Regions from separate parts of the Gossypium arboreum genome. Here region 2 is linked to region 1. Evidence: chromatin contacts called from public Hi-C data. All regions are on one chromosome and are shown on one strand. Each heading gives the region's core, a stretch centred on a gene start, on an enhancer-like site or on the middle of the called end of the contact. The rest is flanking DNA. Distances are from core to core; before and after follow the strand shown. Region 1 holds the start of LOC108470826 (protein SLOW GREEN 1, chloroplastic). Region 2 holds the start of LOC128283890.

Region 1 (7,828 bases), core at 1,924-4,423:
AAAAATCATTAAAAATTGTACAAAAATAATTAAGAATTTATATTCCTAGATTCCTTGTTGAGTCTAGTTTTAAATGAAACAAATTTCATGGCTATTTGACTTTTTTATAGGGAGAAAATCAATTCGTAGTGAACAGAGGTCAGATCAGTCGAGCTGTATAACAGGGAAAATTTAACTAATAAACTATACTAATTGGCTGGACCAAAATTCTAGAAAAAATTTATTAAGAAGTAATATGAGTCTAGTTTCAGGAAAATGTTACGGATTTGAATTTCGAGTTTCGTAACTCGAGTTATGATTTTTTCAGCCAACATGATGCAGGAGGGACAGCTTGATCAAATTGGAGTAAATAGTGAAATTAAAAATAGATATAATTGAGTTATTTTGTAAGCATATTAGATTCCTTATTTATTATTTATATACTTACTTACTTAACTATAAGCTTACTTTCTTTTCTCTCTTTTGTCTTATAGTGTCGTCCAATTAGCACAGGAGTTAGAGATCGTTGAAGATCTGCCCGCACTATCAATACTTTTGGTATTTGAACTAAACATTTTGAATTATGGCATGTATAGTAGGCTTAGTTATTTTGTTACGTGTCATAATTGCCTAGGTTTAAAATATTGGTTACAGTATTTGACCGATTATTTTGTACAAAGCCATTGAAGTTGGCTAATATTGTTAAAAGCATATGTTATAATGATTCATGATCTAATTGGATGCCATATTTTTGTCTCAGTTTTATTTAATGGTACGTGTTATGTTCTGGTAATACCTCGTACCCTGTTTCGGTGTTGAATGCGGGTAAGGGGCGTTACAATATGGTTTGGTAAACTTGATGTTTAAGGTTCATTTTAGTGCACACAGCCTGGACACGGGCTGCCACACGATCGTGTGCCATACATGGTTTAAGACGGAGCCCACGACACGACCGTGTGACCCATGTCAGTGAATTACACGGGTAGAGACACGGGCTAGGAGACGGTCATGTGTCCCAACTTCAAATGCCGACACGGTCTGGGCTATGTCACACGGCCGTGTGAACCTTGCATTTCAAATTTTCGTGTTTTTCTCAAAATTTTTTATTTGTCTTATTTTGGTCCCTGAATGTTTCTAAGGAAATTTCATGGCCCCGTAAACCCGAATAAAGGCCCATTTGTATATTTATTCTATGATATGTTCTATGTTTATAAATTAATTTAATATTTGTTATAAAAATAAGACAAATTGTTTGTTTGGTTCCATAACACTCAGATCCTGAATCTGGCAACGACGACGGGATACGGGTGTTATAGTTTGACATCGATTTGATAATTGCTATGTAATGATATGAAATTCCAATGTTGGTTTTGTGTTCTTCTATTAATGCTACTATGCTATATTGTATTTGCTATTTATGATTATTTAAATAATTGTTCGACTCACACTAAGATTTCATAAGCTCACCCCCATAGTGTTTAACTTTTCAAGTAAACATCGAAACTAGGACTAGACCTGGTATTCAAAGAATCACCTTGGACACCGAAATATTTTTAATAAGTATTAATCAGTCTCTATTGGTTTTGGTTTGTAAATTTTTAATTATTTATGGTCTATGGCTTGGTAACTTTTCATTTGAGGATTTTTGCATGCATGGATTACTCAAGCATAATAACCGAAAAATGCATGATATCGGCCTTAAGTAAAATTTGACATTGTTTCCTAATTTCTGTTGCATTGCAAAGGAACCATTTTTGAAAAAAACAAATTGATAAGGTAATTAGGTTTCCAAAACGACTTGAAAAATAGTTTTTTTTTTTCTGGTGCATTAGTTTAAAATCGAGTTTTTATAAAGAAGAGCGACAAGCAAATGGTTTTTTTTCTAAAACGATACTATCAACAATAAAATGAATCTTAAGTACAGTTGACCTAATAAATGAATGTTGTAAACTAACACAAAAGTACAACTACAATTTTTCTCTAAAATGAGTTTATTTAAGGTTTTCAAAAGTAACGTAAGTTAGCTTAGCCATTTCAGTGGCTAATGTAGCATTTTCAATCTAGCCGTAACGTCTAGGCCGAGTTTGGGAGATTACATTATGTGTACAAAATTTTAAGATTTATCAGGCATTAGAATACCCCCGGTTAACCTCAGGATTAATGCTTGGGCGTATTGTTCTTTGACGATGTCGGTCGTGTCCTTAGGAAGATCTTTGAAATTATTTTTCAACCACTTTATATCTATCCGACTACTTTAAAACTTATTCGACACCTTTCCCAAAAATGTCTCGCAAATGTCTTCTTTACCAGGAATGACCATTGATCCCGTAACGACTGACCCATCTATGGTAAACCGAGTTGTAAAGCTATGTCCTCGAGTGTGATTGCACACTCACCAGATGGAAGATGAAAAGTGTCTTAGGCCTCCATCCTTCCACCAACACGTTGATGAGTGTATGATCGAGTTTGCAGCCTGCGAGCATACGAGACGCATGCAAGAATCCTGCGTCTTGCAAGTAACCACAATTTCGATGTCTGAGCTCATTGACAAATTATGTATGAATCCCTCTAAAACGCGATCATCTGTCTATTTATATTGTCAGAATAAAATAATTTAAACTATTTGAAAAAATTAAAAAACTTTAAAATTAACTTAATTGAAAATAACGAAATTTAAAATTTCTCCTTACTATTATCGCTTGAGTGGCGGAAAAATATTTGTCGTCGAAACGAATCAAAGTGCTTGTCATTTGTGAAAATTTAATCAAAATGAATATACAAAATAATTAAATAAAACTATAATATTTTTAAACAAGTAGGAAAATTTAGAACAAAACTTGAAAAAATTAAGAGAGTTGAGAGAATTGAGAGTTTAAAGAGAATAAAAAAAATTAAATTTGAGTGAAAAACAAAAAATATGCTAATATTTATAGGAAAAAAAATTATTGTTGGCTCTTAAAAATTTCATTGTTATCAATGTTTAAAAATTGTTGGAAAAATGACTATTGGAGGAAAATACAAATTAAGCACACTTTCCTATTCACTGTACATAAAACACACTCAATTTAACACACTATCACACTTTCTCCCACAAAATGGCATACTTCTTTTCAAAATAAAGGCCTAAAAAGTCTGATTTAAAAGAAAAAAAAATCGCATATATCAACAATTTAGCCCATGGTGAATTAATCCAAATAAATAAGCTATTCAGTAATAAATGGCATCAGCGTCACAAAGGGCAGTCTGGTCTAGAGTTGACTGGTGTTTTATCGGTTCACTCCTTCCAGTTGTTCCCTATCTTCATTATGTTTTCAATCAAAGCTTCCTCTTTCATCTATCAAACAGAATTTCATACTCCCAAATTTCCCAACCTTAAACCCCCCCAAACCGTTTCCCCATTGTTCACCCCTTCACTCAAACCAAATAATCTCTCTTTCCAAACAACCAGGCTTCATTCTTCCTACAACCCCATTTCCATTCTCCCAATCAAACTCCCTTGCGTCTCTCCCAAGACACAGTTTTTCAATTTTTTCTCGGAAAAAGTTGTTGTTTTCCTTGTTGGGTCTTTCATATTTTTGGGTTGTTTCAGTGCTAAACCATGTTTGGCTCTTCCTGCTCAAGCAACTACCAGTTCTAGAGTAAATTTAGAGGGGAAGAATGAAACCCAGAAGGGAAAAAGTGAGGAAGAGGAAAGGTATGAGAAGATTTTGGAGAAAGAACCCCGAAATGTTGATGCTTTGAAAGTGCTTTTGTATGGGAAGATTAGGAGAGGTAAGACTCAAGAAGCGGTGGAATGTGTGGAGAAGTTGATTGATATTGAGCCAGATGAGGTTGAATGGAGGCTATTGCAGGCTCTTTGTTATGAGATGATGGGGCAGCTCAGCAAGGCTAAAAGATTGTTCAAGGAAATATTGGAAGAAACCCCTCTTTTGCTCCGAGCTTTGCATGTAACGTTCTCTAATTTGGTACATGATTTCATTTTAGATATTGATTTTTGTTCTTACTTGGTTCATATACTAATGTTCTAACATTACTCCGTAGCTCCATTGGAAGACTGTTTAGAAGTTACCTTAATACGATACTTGGAGAAAAGTTTTACTTCAAGCCATTGATCTTATAGATGGAGGCCTTGTGAAGTTTGAGTTTTGTGGATTGATTGTTTAGAGATGGCCTATGTCTAAAGTTGACTCAATTAGTGAAATTAATCCCAGTGCTACGCTTCTTAGTAGTATTATTTTCATAGTTCTGGCTAATGACTAGGGACTGGTTGTTTTGATAGACAATTATTAATTTGAGGTGTATCATATGCCGCCTTTGATTATTTGTTCAACTTGAGTTTCCTCAGGTTGATCAGATATTTGATTTTTCTTGAATAACCCCAGTTCAAAACCACTATGTTAAGCTCTCGTTTAAGGATTATGGTCACTCTTAGAATCTTGACTGCTAGTTGATATTTTAAGAATTATGATTAATCTTGGAATCTTGCCTGCTTATTGACGTAGAAATTATGTAATTTAAGAGTTCAAAAAAAGTAAAGAGAGTTCAGCTCTATGGAAAAGGTCAAGATTGCAGATAGTACCAAACTCATGGTACATCAAAGATAAGTTCTGAAATGCTCCTGTACCTGTCAGTTACTGGTAATATTCATTATAAAATAGCAACTTACTAGTTTTCTGAAAGCTATAATTGTTTGATTTCTGCTAGATTCTGGCTACGTCATTACCTAGTTTTTCCATTCTCTACTTTTGCAGTGTAATCCACCAGGTTGTTTGTATGATCCGAGTATGCATATTGTTTCTTGACAGTGTTATTTCTATATCTTCATTGGACTGAGGTTACTAATTGCTATGCAATACCTTTGCATCTACTGTTGCTTTTATTTAAAGATTACCCTTATTTCTAGCTGCCTGGTTGTAATTTTTGCAACATTCTGGTAGCATAGTGCTATATTCATGGATTGCTTCCTAATATTCTCAAGAGTATGTATGGATTTGATTTCATGTTTAATTACATAGTCTTTGAGCTTTTATTGAGCTAGGTCATTAGTTCAAATCTTATCAGAAAAGTTGGAAACAAAAAGTAAATAAGAACAGAAGAAAAAGAATATAGTAATACTTATTGTTCACTGGTTTTTATAGGGTCTGGCTATGGTGATGCACAAAAATCATGAAGGTCCAGCTGTTTTTGAGATGCTTAATGAAGCTTTAGAAGTTGCTGTTCGTGAAAAGAGAGTCACTGAGGAAAGAAACATAAGAGTTTTAATTGCACAAATGCATGTTGTGAAGGTTTCTTCTTAATCAATCTTCGCTGCTCAGTTTGACAGAACTGCCGGATCTTTAGCAATTGCAATGCTTTTTTTTTTTCTTTCTTCATTTCTTTCCCCCTGGTGGGACAAGGGAAGAACTTCATTAAAATATGTACGTATACTTATACGTATATGTATATGTATACGTATCTGCATATGCATATGCATATGCACGTCTATAAATTTCATTTCATTTCATTTCTATGCATATGATATGATATCTAATAAGTTTCATGTAGTTGCTCTTTGCTTTTTTATCAAATCTTTTATCATCATGAACTTATTAATAATTGCTTGCAGGGGGAATTGGAGGAGGGGATGAAGAAATTTCAAGATTTGATAAATGATAATCCTCGAGATTTTCGGCCTTATCTTTGCCAGGTAAGGTTTTATTAGGTTTATGATGTATTGCTAGCTGTTGCTAAGTAGTTTAGGAAAAAAAGCTTGTTCAGCCATGACTGTTGGTCTTCGATAAATACACTCATAAACTGGATTTTCTTTAAGAAAAAATAATGGACCTTAAGTAGAGTCATAGAAAAGGAGAATATACAAAATCGAACCACCATTAGTAAATGGCTAATTATGGGATTTTGTGGACAGGGAATTATCTATAGTTTACTTGACAAGAAGAAGGAAGCAGCTGAACAGTTTGAGATATATCAGAGTCTTGTACCTGAAGAATTTCCGCAGAGAAGGTTCCTTGATGATGTTGTACTGGAAGCGAAAACCAAATCTCGGAAATGGCTCCAAAAGGATTTTAAGGCTGAGTTCTCATACAAGAAGTAAAGAATGGACAAATCTTGCTCTAGTTGTTGATTTATCTAGAAGGTTTTTCTCTTATTAAAATTTGGTCAATGGTTCCACAAAGCACAAAGTTCGGAATTTCATTTTTGGTTCAGAAAGGCCACACAGTTTGGGATAGAGTAGAGTTGCAGATGCCTAGATCTACTGGCTGCATGGGGCTAAACCGCAGCTTAGAGTTTGGAATTTTGATAGCAATGTACTAATTGGTTTGCATGCAGGTGTCATCATCTGCTTATCAATCCCTGGATTTTGCAACTCAGTCAAATGTAATCTGGACTTGGAGAGCCAGCAATACCATTTGTTAAATTGAAGTGTCCAATTTGTATAAAAGGCTCTATTCAACGAGGTCTATTAATTTACATTACTACAGCCCCAAATTTCTGCCCTCAAGTTTTGAAATATAAAAAAAATAAAATGATTGGAGCTTAAAAATTAGGATAAACTACTTTTATTTTAGAAATTAGTATTAGCTCATGTGTGTTGTACGTGGGATTTAGATAATCTAATTTATTTCAAAAGAATTATAAAATATAATAATTTATTTGTAACTTGTCTAAAATAGATATAAGTAAATTAAAAAGGGTAAGTTATACCAATAGTCATTCAATTTTAGGGTGGTTGACAAAATAGTCAATTTATTCAACTTTGGGGTAGTTGACAAAACATTCAGTTTAACCATTTTTACTTGGCATCTTACTATGTAAACGACCTCAATTTAAAACCCCAGTTGGGTTGGGCAATAAAAGAAAAATAAGAAACAAAGTAAAAGAAGAAGAAAAAAAAAAGAAAAAAGAAGAAGATGATGAGGAGAAGAAGAGAAAAATGAGTTTGTTGTAACTCATGCTCCCAGTGAACTGGAAAAATAAGCTAGGATGGGCAATATGAGGTTGTGGAAGACAGTGCTCCCAAGGTACCGAAAAACTAGTCGTCACTAAGTTTAACAACTTCTAACTTAGTTAACCCATCGAAATTTGATTTCGAGACATACCTAGATAAAGAATTTGCTTTTAAAGCAAGTTTCAATAAGTTAAACAACAGTTTCGGTAGAAACCCAATGAGTTTTTTGTAACTCAGGTCGAGTCTCTTTAAACTCGTAATCTTAGTTTCGGTAAAAATGCACAAATCTCAGAAATCTCAATTATCTTTTACTTTTCCAGCATGTTTACAACATGGTTTCTCACTTCATCTAGGCTAGATTGCAAAGAGGTTAATATTGGCTTACTTTATCCGTACTTTGATGGAAAATTAATCACACCACATTTCTATTTTTTTTTTTAAGTATTATGATTAGTTTGTTGACTCCTATTTTTAGCAAGTTGGTTAGTCAAATAAGTTTGTTTAATCTTTATGGGATTATTCTATTTTCATCAGTCTATTAGTGAAGAATCTTACTTCGACGATTTAATTTCTCTATAAGCCTATATAAAGGCATAATTGTTGAAGTTAATAACAGTGAATTGATTTTGGTTATCTTCCTCTCTTGTGTTAAGTACTCTAAATTTTTTCATTAGTGGTATCCGAGCTAGGTTTAGAGTGTTTTGTGTTGTGTTCTAGATACGATGTCACAACATCCGAGTGATTTCGATAGATTTTTTCAACCTGTTATTCCTCGCTTTGATGGTCATTATGATCATTGGAGCATGTTGATGGAAAATTTCTTAAGGTCAAAAGAATATTGGTCTGTCTGTAACGACTCGATTTTGGGCCCAATCGGAACAGTGGTTTCGGGACCACTAATCT
Region 2 (7,828 bases), core at 3,496-5,995, 260 kb after region 1:
GTTTTTAGGTGTTTTTCTTAACTTCTATGAAGGTTTATGACTAGAAAGATGATAGAAATCAAAGAAAGAGAGTTTAGGAATCAAAATTGGGAGATTGGGGTTTTAGGGGAGCATGGACGACAACACAAGGGAATGAAGAAATGTTTACGTGAATGTGCTATAGGTGGAGAAGATATCAGGTTGATTTTAAAATTTCGTGAAATTATTTCATAAACACACAAAATTTTTCCCCTTTTACAAACCGGCCCGTAACTAAAAGTTAAAGGTCGTTAAAAGTCATTTTCAAAAATTAATTTAATTTTTTAAATACCATAAATAAAAACATTTCTAAATGTCATGCTAATGGAATACCTCCAAAACTCTTAAGTACTATTTTTTGGGTGTTACATGCATACACAAATTAATTCTAACTATCAATTAAAGTTACTACCCAAACAGTTGTTTCATGAGACGTTTGGTCAATGAAAGCGGCGAGTTACCTCTTTAACATAATAAGACCACTGGTTGTTCTGAAAGTATTAAAAGAACGAGCAGCCACAATGAAAGCATCATAATTATAAAACAAATTACTATGTTTTAACATGATTTCGAGAGGATCTCGACTAATTACTTGGGTAACATCTTGAGCGATTATTTATTCTAGCAAGAAAGCTAGTATGAAAAGCAGTACTGCAGCATACTGCTTCATTTTGAAACTTTGGCTTCCAGTATAGCAGTGGGCGAGGTAGGTGCCCCGCCCCCAAAATGGAATTTTTTTCAAATGGCCCTTCAAGATTTTTAAAATTTTAGATTAGTAAATATAAAATTATACTTTGACCACTTAAAAATATAAATATTTAATTTAATCTTTTAAAAATTATAAAATTATAATCTATTAAAATAATAAAATTACATTTTTTTATTATAAAATTATAATTTAATTTCGACCCTAAAATTTTTTAATTTCCATCCTAAGTATATGGTTTTTGAACTAGATTGGAGGGTATATATCTATATCGAGAGAGATTGAATAACATTCGAGTTTCAAAAAGGCCGGCCTTACTTCATGTTTAGTGGACCATTTCGTATAAACCATAATCGGAGGAATTGCAATGCATAGTGATATTTAGTGATCAGGAATTTTCTTTTTCCTATTTTTGGAAAAAAAAAATAGAAGATCAATGTTAAGGTATATTTTATATTAGTTAAATTTTGGGTTTTTTATTATATATTAAAGTAGGTTATCGGCTATCATTAAACGATTTTAGGTTACATGTTTAAGCCAGGGTAGAGCAGCTTTGAATAAAACTGCCTTTAAATTTAAATTATTTCGAGCATAGTTTATATATAACTTTTAAATTACTAAAATCCAAGTTATTGTTTATTATTTTATTGCATTTACATTTGAATTATTGATTAGAGGAAGCCCCAAAATCATGGCAGTCGGTAGAGTATTGGTACCGATCATACTGACTGGTACGTAATGTTTCGTTCTTACCAAGTAGTTTATGATTTATTTTGGTCAAAATTTCGTTCTGTTCAGCCATTTCAATGTGATCCAGTTCATTTCGGTCAATAACAATTTATACTAGTGGTATTAGCTTATACCAGTTGGTGCAAAATTTTAATAATTTAAATTTTTAATTTTTTATCTTAAGCACTTTAATTTTTGAGTAAATTATACCATTAATAAGTTTTCATTTGGATCATATAACTAAAAAATTTATAATTTTGAACTATTTAAAAGTTTTCATTCAAGTCATTAAACTATTTAAAAGTTTTTATTTAAGTCACTGAGTTATTAATTTTTTTAAAAAAAGGGTTTCGCCAACGAGCTCCAAGTGACAATTCGATGATCGGTATGATGGATCATTTCCCATTGACGAATAGAAGAAGAACATACCATAGGTCAAAGTCAATCTGAAGGTTAGTGTTGGAGATCAGCGAAAAAAGTTGTTCAAAATTTGATTCTCAAATTCATGACATCCAAAACAAGTTTCATGAAAAAATATTAAATTGTACAAGAGAAATAGAAAAAGAGCTTTTGATTGGTGCTGACAATGTAAACAAAAAAAGTTGTATAGTATCGATTTTAACAACTTAGTTACTTAAATAAAATCTTTTAAATAATTCAATGACTAAATTGTAACTTTTTTAGTTAAGTGAATAATGGTATAGTTTACCCTTAAATATTTTTTATATTTGCATTTTGTAATTGAGATATATTTGCATCTATATATAATATATGATTAATTTTTTCAAAAATAATATATAATTTATTAAGAAAAACACACGCTATAAATATATATGAAAAATATTTAAAAATATATATAATTTCTCAAAAAGTTAAAAATGAGAATTTCATGTATAGATCTAAAAATATTTAAAATATTGATAAATCCAAAACAATACACCAGAACATGTTGGTATAGTACAGTACTAACTACCTTACCCGACACCTTGAACTTATGGTAGGGTAACTACGAAATCTGGAAAGAAGTGAAACGATAAATAAAAGTCAATAAGTATGACCACAAAAACAAAATTGAATTGAAAAGAAGGAGAAAGAAGATTATTAGAAGCAATTAGGCCAAAAGGAGGAGCTGGATTCGAGATAGGATTTATGGAAACTTGGACTCCAAGTTGATCTTGCCGAACCTTGTTCTTAAAGATTACTTGAGTTTTGAAATTTAATAAAGATGATTGGATTGATAACAAATAAATTACAGGATTAAGAAAACAAATTAAAGAGAATAATAACAAGGAAACTGAAAAGAAGGGAGATGCGGTCCAATTAAATCCTTTGAAGTAGACACCCCTAACAAATTCAACTAAAGGTTTTAATCAATCATTTAAGATAGATTCTTGATAAATTGAAGTTTGAAGAACTCTTACCAACAATATTAAACTAAATTGAGTTGAAACGACTTGTGGAAATTAGCAAGAAACAAATCTTGCAAATGGAGAAAATTCTTTTGAGTGTTTTATCAGAAAGAACCAAAATAAAAGTTACATAGACGTGGTTGGTCAGCCTTTGTTTGAATAGTCAAACTAAATGAAGGAAAACAAACTCCTAATTGATGTAAATCTCCTGAATTTTGATTGTCAAGAATTCATCTTACTTTTAATTCAAGAAACACAAAAATTCTAAAGACTTTGAAAGAACCACATTGGATCACACCCTGGGCTTAGGCCTACCTATTAGGATCAGTTTACTACTAAAGCAAAAGTAAATTCAAAAACATCTTTGAAAAGTCAAAACCAGATATTATGCAAAAAGGAAATCTAAATAATTAATGCTAGCCGACTCAGTAACAGTTGGACTCCAATTTCCATGGTCTTTTCCCATCATCTGTCCCATCTGTTCCCTTGGTAGCCGTTTCATATCCCCATTACCTGCTACCCTCTACATTTCCTTCTTCACTTTGTATTCTTCAATCCGGATCTCTGCTCCATCGTCCTTCTGGAAAATCATCTCTCCCTCGTACCAGGTATGTTTCTTCCTCCTTCTTTAGGGCTTCTACTGCAATCTTATGGGCGAAATCATTTTCTGTTCTATTTAGAAATTGAAATCTGAGGTCTTCAAATCGATTACTCCTATTGTGAATGTCGTGAATAATCGGTCCTATGGCTGATTGATCTCTCTTCATGACTTTGCACTTCTTAATGATTGTTAGGAATCCCCCATAACTGTCATAGAGGGGAACTCCATTTCACTCCCTAGTTTAACCGCCTGTAAACCAGCAAGGGCTTCAGCAGGAAATGGAGACTGAACATTCCGGTGTAAAACCGTCTTCGTTGCCATGAGTCGTCCGCCCCTGCCCCAGACCACCAGGCCAGATGTAGACTTAAAATTTCTACAATCAAATGCTGTGTCGAACTGAATTGTCACGCTGGTTCCTCCCTCTTGGTACCTGTGACTGCTGCTCGGTTTTAAGGTGCTTGCTTTCGTCCTCAACCCTTCGAGTTCAGCTATGTAGTTTCTAACTATAAGAGATAACTCTCTCCCTGTTTCTATTTTCTGCTCATGTATGAATTTATTCCTTGAGTTCCAAAGAAACCACATGCCACAACAGTAAATCTTACACTGCTCAGAGGTACTCGTTCTGAAAACCCAGGTAATCCATTCCCAAAATCCTTGAATCGTACTTTCACTAATCCATGACAGATCTAATAATGGCCATATTTCACCTGTTGCAGGACAATACCTAAAGATGTGGGTGATGTCTTCTTCCCCTCTTCCACATCGAGGACAGGTCGCGTCATTACTCACCCGTTTATGTTTTAAATTAGCTAGAGTAGGGATATAGTTCCAATATATTCTCCATATTGTAATTGCTATCTTGGCAGGTAGTTGTAAATTCCATAGCTTGCCGTAGAAATCCTTTAGATCGGTCTGTATTAAATAAAAATTAGGATCCAATCGAACATCTTGTAATAGTTTGTAGGCACTCCTCACTGAAAAATCACCAGATTGCTCTCCCATCCATACTTTAAAATCCTCGTGAGGTGTTTCTGCCAGCGGGATTCGTAGAATTTTCTGAGCAACATCAACTGGAAAGGTATGATTAATTAAGTCAGTTTTCCATGTCCTGTTTGTATCATCAATTAAATCTACAACTAACTTGACATCATTATCATTTCTGGTACCCCATCTCCCTGGATCTAATCCCGGAACCCAACAATCATCCCATACGGATATTCTGGTTCCTCGTCCGACTCTCCAGCACAACCCGTCTTGCAGCAATCGCTTAGCAGCCCAGACATTCTTTCAGGTAAGTGAAGGTAGGTTACCCAAACGAGCATTAAGAAAATCTAAATGCGGGAAGTATTTAGCTTTGAGAACCCTTGCTAATAACGAAAAAAGAATTCTCCAACCTTGCTTTGCTAATAGCGCAATATTAAACTGGCAAAGATTACGAAATCCGAGACCTCCTCTTTCTTTTAAATGGCAAAGATTTCTCCACGCAATCCAATGAATTCCTCTTCTGCTAGGACTTTTTTGCCACCAAATTCTCGCTATAATGCTTTCTAATTCTGAACATAACGATTTCGGCAATAAAAAATAAGCCATTGAATAAGTAGGGATGGCTTGGAGAACAGCCTTTATAAATACTTACTTACCCCCTTGAGATAGGTGTCTCGTACTCCAATTATCGATTCTTTTCTTTATTCGATTTTTTAGATTCTGGAACGACGCCTTCTTTCTTCCTACCATATTAGGCAAACCAAGATAACGCTCTCGGTCCTGAAGATTATATTTTTTTCCTGTGTCAAATCTCCCCTACGGCATAGCCTCACCTACGGCTTAGCCTAACGTATGTAATAGGGACGTGTGGGCCTTTTGGGCTAATTTTGGGGCCCAATTAAGTGTCCATTAGGGAATTTGATATTAGGTTCCAAGCGCATGGTAAGGGCCGGAAAACTATAAATTTAGTATCTAAGTACGTATGAGTAGTTATAAAAGCATGATAATTAGTTGTAACTCCCAATTAAGTGTAATACAAATTATGCATATAAGCATGTTATGTAATATGAGCCATATGTATTTATGTCATCTATGTATGATTATGATATGTATATGTTTGAGGTGGGAAATGTGATGACGGAGGAAGTGTTTATGGAAGTATTAACTCCGAGTATGGCAGCAAGTCCGCTAAAGTATATGTATGGCAGCTTAGCTATGGTTATTTGAGTGAAGTATTGGAAACACGAAAATATATGGACTGTTTTTAATGCCCTTTTTTAACCCAAATTCATGCAGTTCCAGTGTAATTCTTGTCGAAAAATATATAATAATTATAAAATAAATAAATTGTACCTAAATTTTTAAGTGTAATACAAATTATGCATATAAGCATGTTATGTAATATAAGCCATATGTATTTATGTCATCTATGTATGATTATGATATGTATATGTTTGAGGTGGGAAATGTGATGACGGAGGAAGTGTTTATGGAAGTATTAACTCCGAGTATGGCAGCAAGTCCGCTAAAGTATATGTATGGCAGCTTAGCTATGGTTATTAGAGTGAAGTATTGGAAACACGAAAATATATGGACTGTTTTTAATGCCCTTTTTTAACCCAAATTCATGCAGTTCCAGTGTAATTCTTGTCGAAAAATATATAATAATTATAAATAAATAAATTGTACCTAAATTTTTAACATGTTTAATTTTAATTAATTTTATAATAAATTTTGATTGATTTCGATTAATTTTTGACAGATTTGCATCAATGGTGAAAAATGGTTTGGTAGACACTTCTAGAAACGCAAAATTGAGAAGCGATTTTTGAAGTATCAAGGAAAATTAATTTTTCAAGGTCCAATTTATGAATATTAATTTATAATATAATTAATTTTAATTTTAATTCAATTTATTTTGGGTTAAATAATTATTATTAATTAAATTGTGAAAGCAGGCCCAGTTGTGTTAAATTGTGAAAATTGATCCAACCCAAAACCGTTTCACATGTTGACCCAATCAGCTTATTTAGCTGATGATTGCAAAACATCCATTGAAGCTTCCTTGAAATTGCATTCAAACCCCTTCACTTATCAAGCTTTTGTAGATCTGCCCCTAGTTAAATTTAGCAAGTTTAAAAGCTTCAAACTTGCCACATGTGTGGCCAGCCATGAGGGCAGTCAATGGCTGTTGATTTTTTCTATTTTTGGCAGCCTACTCAACCTATAAATACCCTCCTTGGTTGCTCATTTTAGACACACCTCTCATCCTTTCGTTCTTCACTTCTCTCTGATTTTCTCTCTTCAAAACTTTTCCTGTGTTCTTCATTTTCCTCTTCCATTCCCTTGCCAATTTCCCCTCTTGGAAAAGAGCCCTTCAGCCACCATTGGTAGCAACATTCAATTGTTTGTAGAAGCCCCGGTTCAATAAGAACAAGCGGAGAAGGAGGAGTAAAGCAGACTAGTCAAGCTTCGAAGAAACACCGGATTTGATTTTAGTTCTTTATCCTTTAATTTTTATTGTTGTTGTTATGAACATGTCTATGAATACTTGTTATGTTGATATGTTTAATTAAATTAATATGGCTTAAATTTAGTTTATGCTAGGTTGATTGCATTTCGTCCTCTTAGGTTATTAAAATTATGTTTGTGTTGTTATAAGTCTTGGTAAATTGTTTGATTTAGTAAAATCATGATTAAGTTATTCTTGTATTATAATTGTAAGGCAACTAATGAATTAATTATTAAATTGTGTTGAAATTGTAATTAATTGATACAATATTTAATTAGTGCATGTTTAATCTTCTAATGTAGTGAGGGTTAAATTAACAACGGTATTAAATGATACATTAGCCTTGCATAACTTGTAAGATTATTGTGATTAAATTATTTCAATGTAGGAATATATTGCTACCTCACTTAAATCTTTTATGTTCTTATGAAGATTGATTAATTGTTTGAATTGGCATTGAAAAATGTTCAAGAGATTAGTTAATTTAATAAGTATGTGTGAGCAGTAGTTTGCAAATTATCAAGTTGTCGTGAATTTATTCGTAACAACATGAACATGAGTTTTGTAATTCTAAGTTAAGAAATGTAATTAATTTAACACAATTATGTCATCTTTTGAAGTAGTGCATTTAGACTTTTATTATTATCTTATTTTATTTTATTTAGTTCAATTTTAGTTTTTAACCACTTCCTTAAAATCAAATTATTTTTTTTATCACCAAAGTGTTTTTAATTGTATTTCATAAATAAATTTCTTACACAGTCCCTGCAGGTACGATAACTCGACATTTACTTGTCACTTTACTACTTGTTGCAATTGTGTACACTTGCACAGCTTCATCGTTCCACATACTGCCACATGTGGTGTAA

Evidence for each region. A called contact is a pair of places that touch in the nucleus more often than the background predicts.
Region 2: a Hi-C map of leaf shows a contact between it and region 1, with 3 times the contacts expected there. The contact joins the promoter of LOC128283890 here to the promoter of LOC108470826 in region 1. A contact is called at or near these places in 2 of 5 Hi-C or Micro-C datasets (both in leaf).

The regions. Positions count from the first base shown.
Region 1 is chr11:72,038,332-72,046,159 of ASM2569848v2, forward strand. LOC108470826 (protein SLOW GREEN 1, chloroplastic) reads left to right here and starts at 3,174. Exons shown (of 4, transcript XM_017772309.2): 1 at 3,174-3,944; 2 at 5,118-5,264; 3 at 5,585-5,665; 4 at 5,885-6,465. The coding sequence starts at 3,285. The coding sequence ends at 6,070.
Region 2 is chr11:72,295,994-72,303,821 of ASM2569848v2, forward strand. It overlaps LOC128283890, which reads right to left and starts at 4,746. Exons shown (of 2, transcript XM_053021305.1): 1 at 4,658-4,746; 2 at 3,653-4,571. The coding sequence starts at 4,746. The coding sequence ends at 3,653.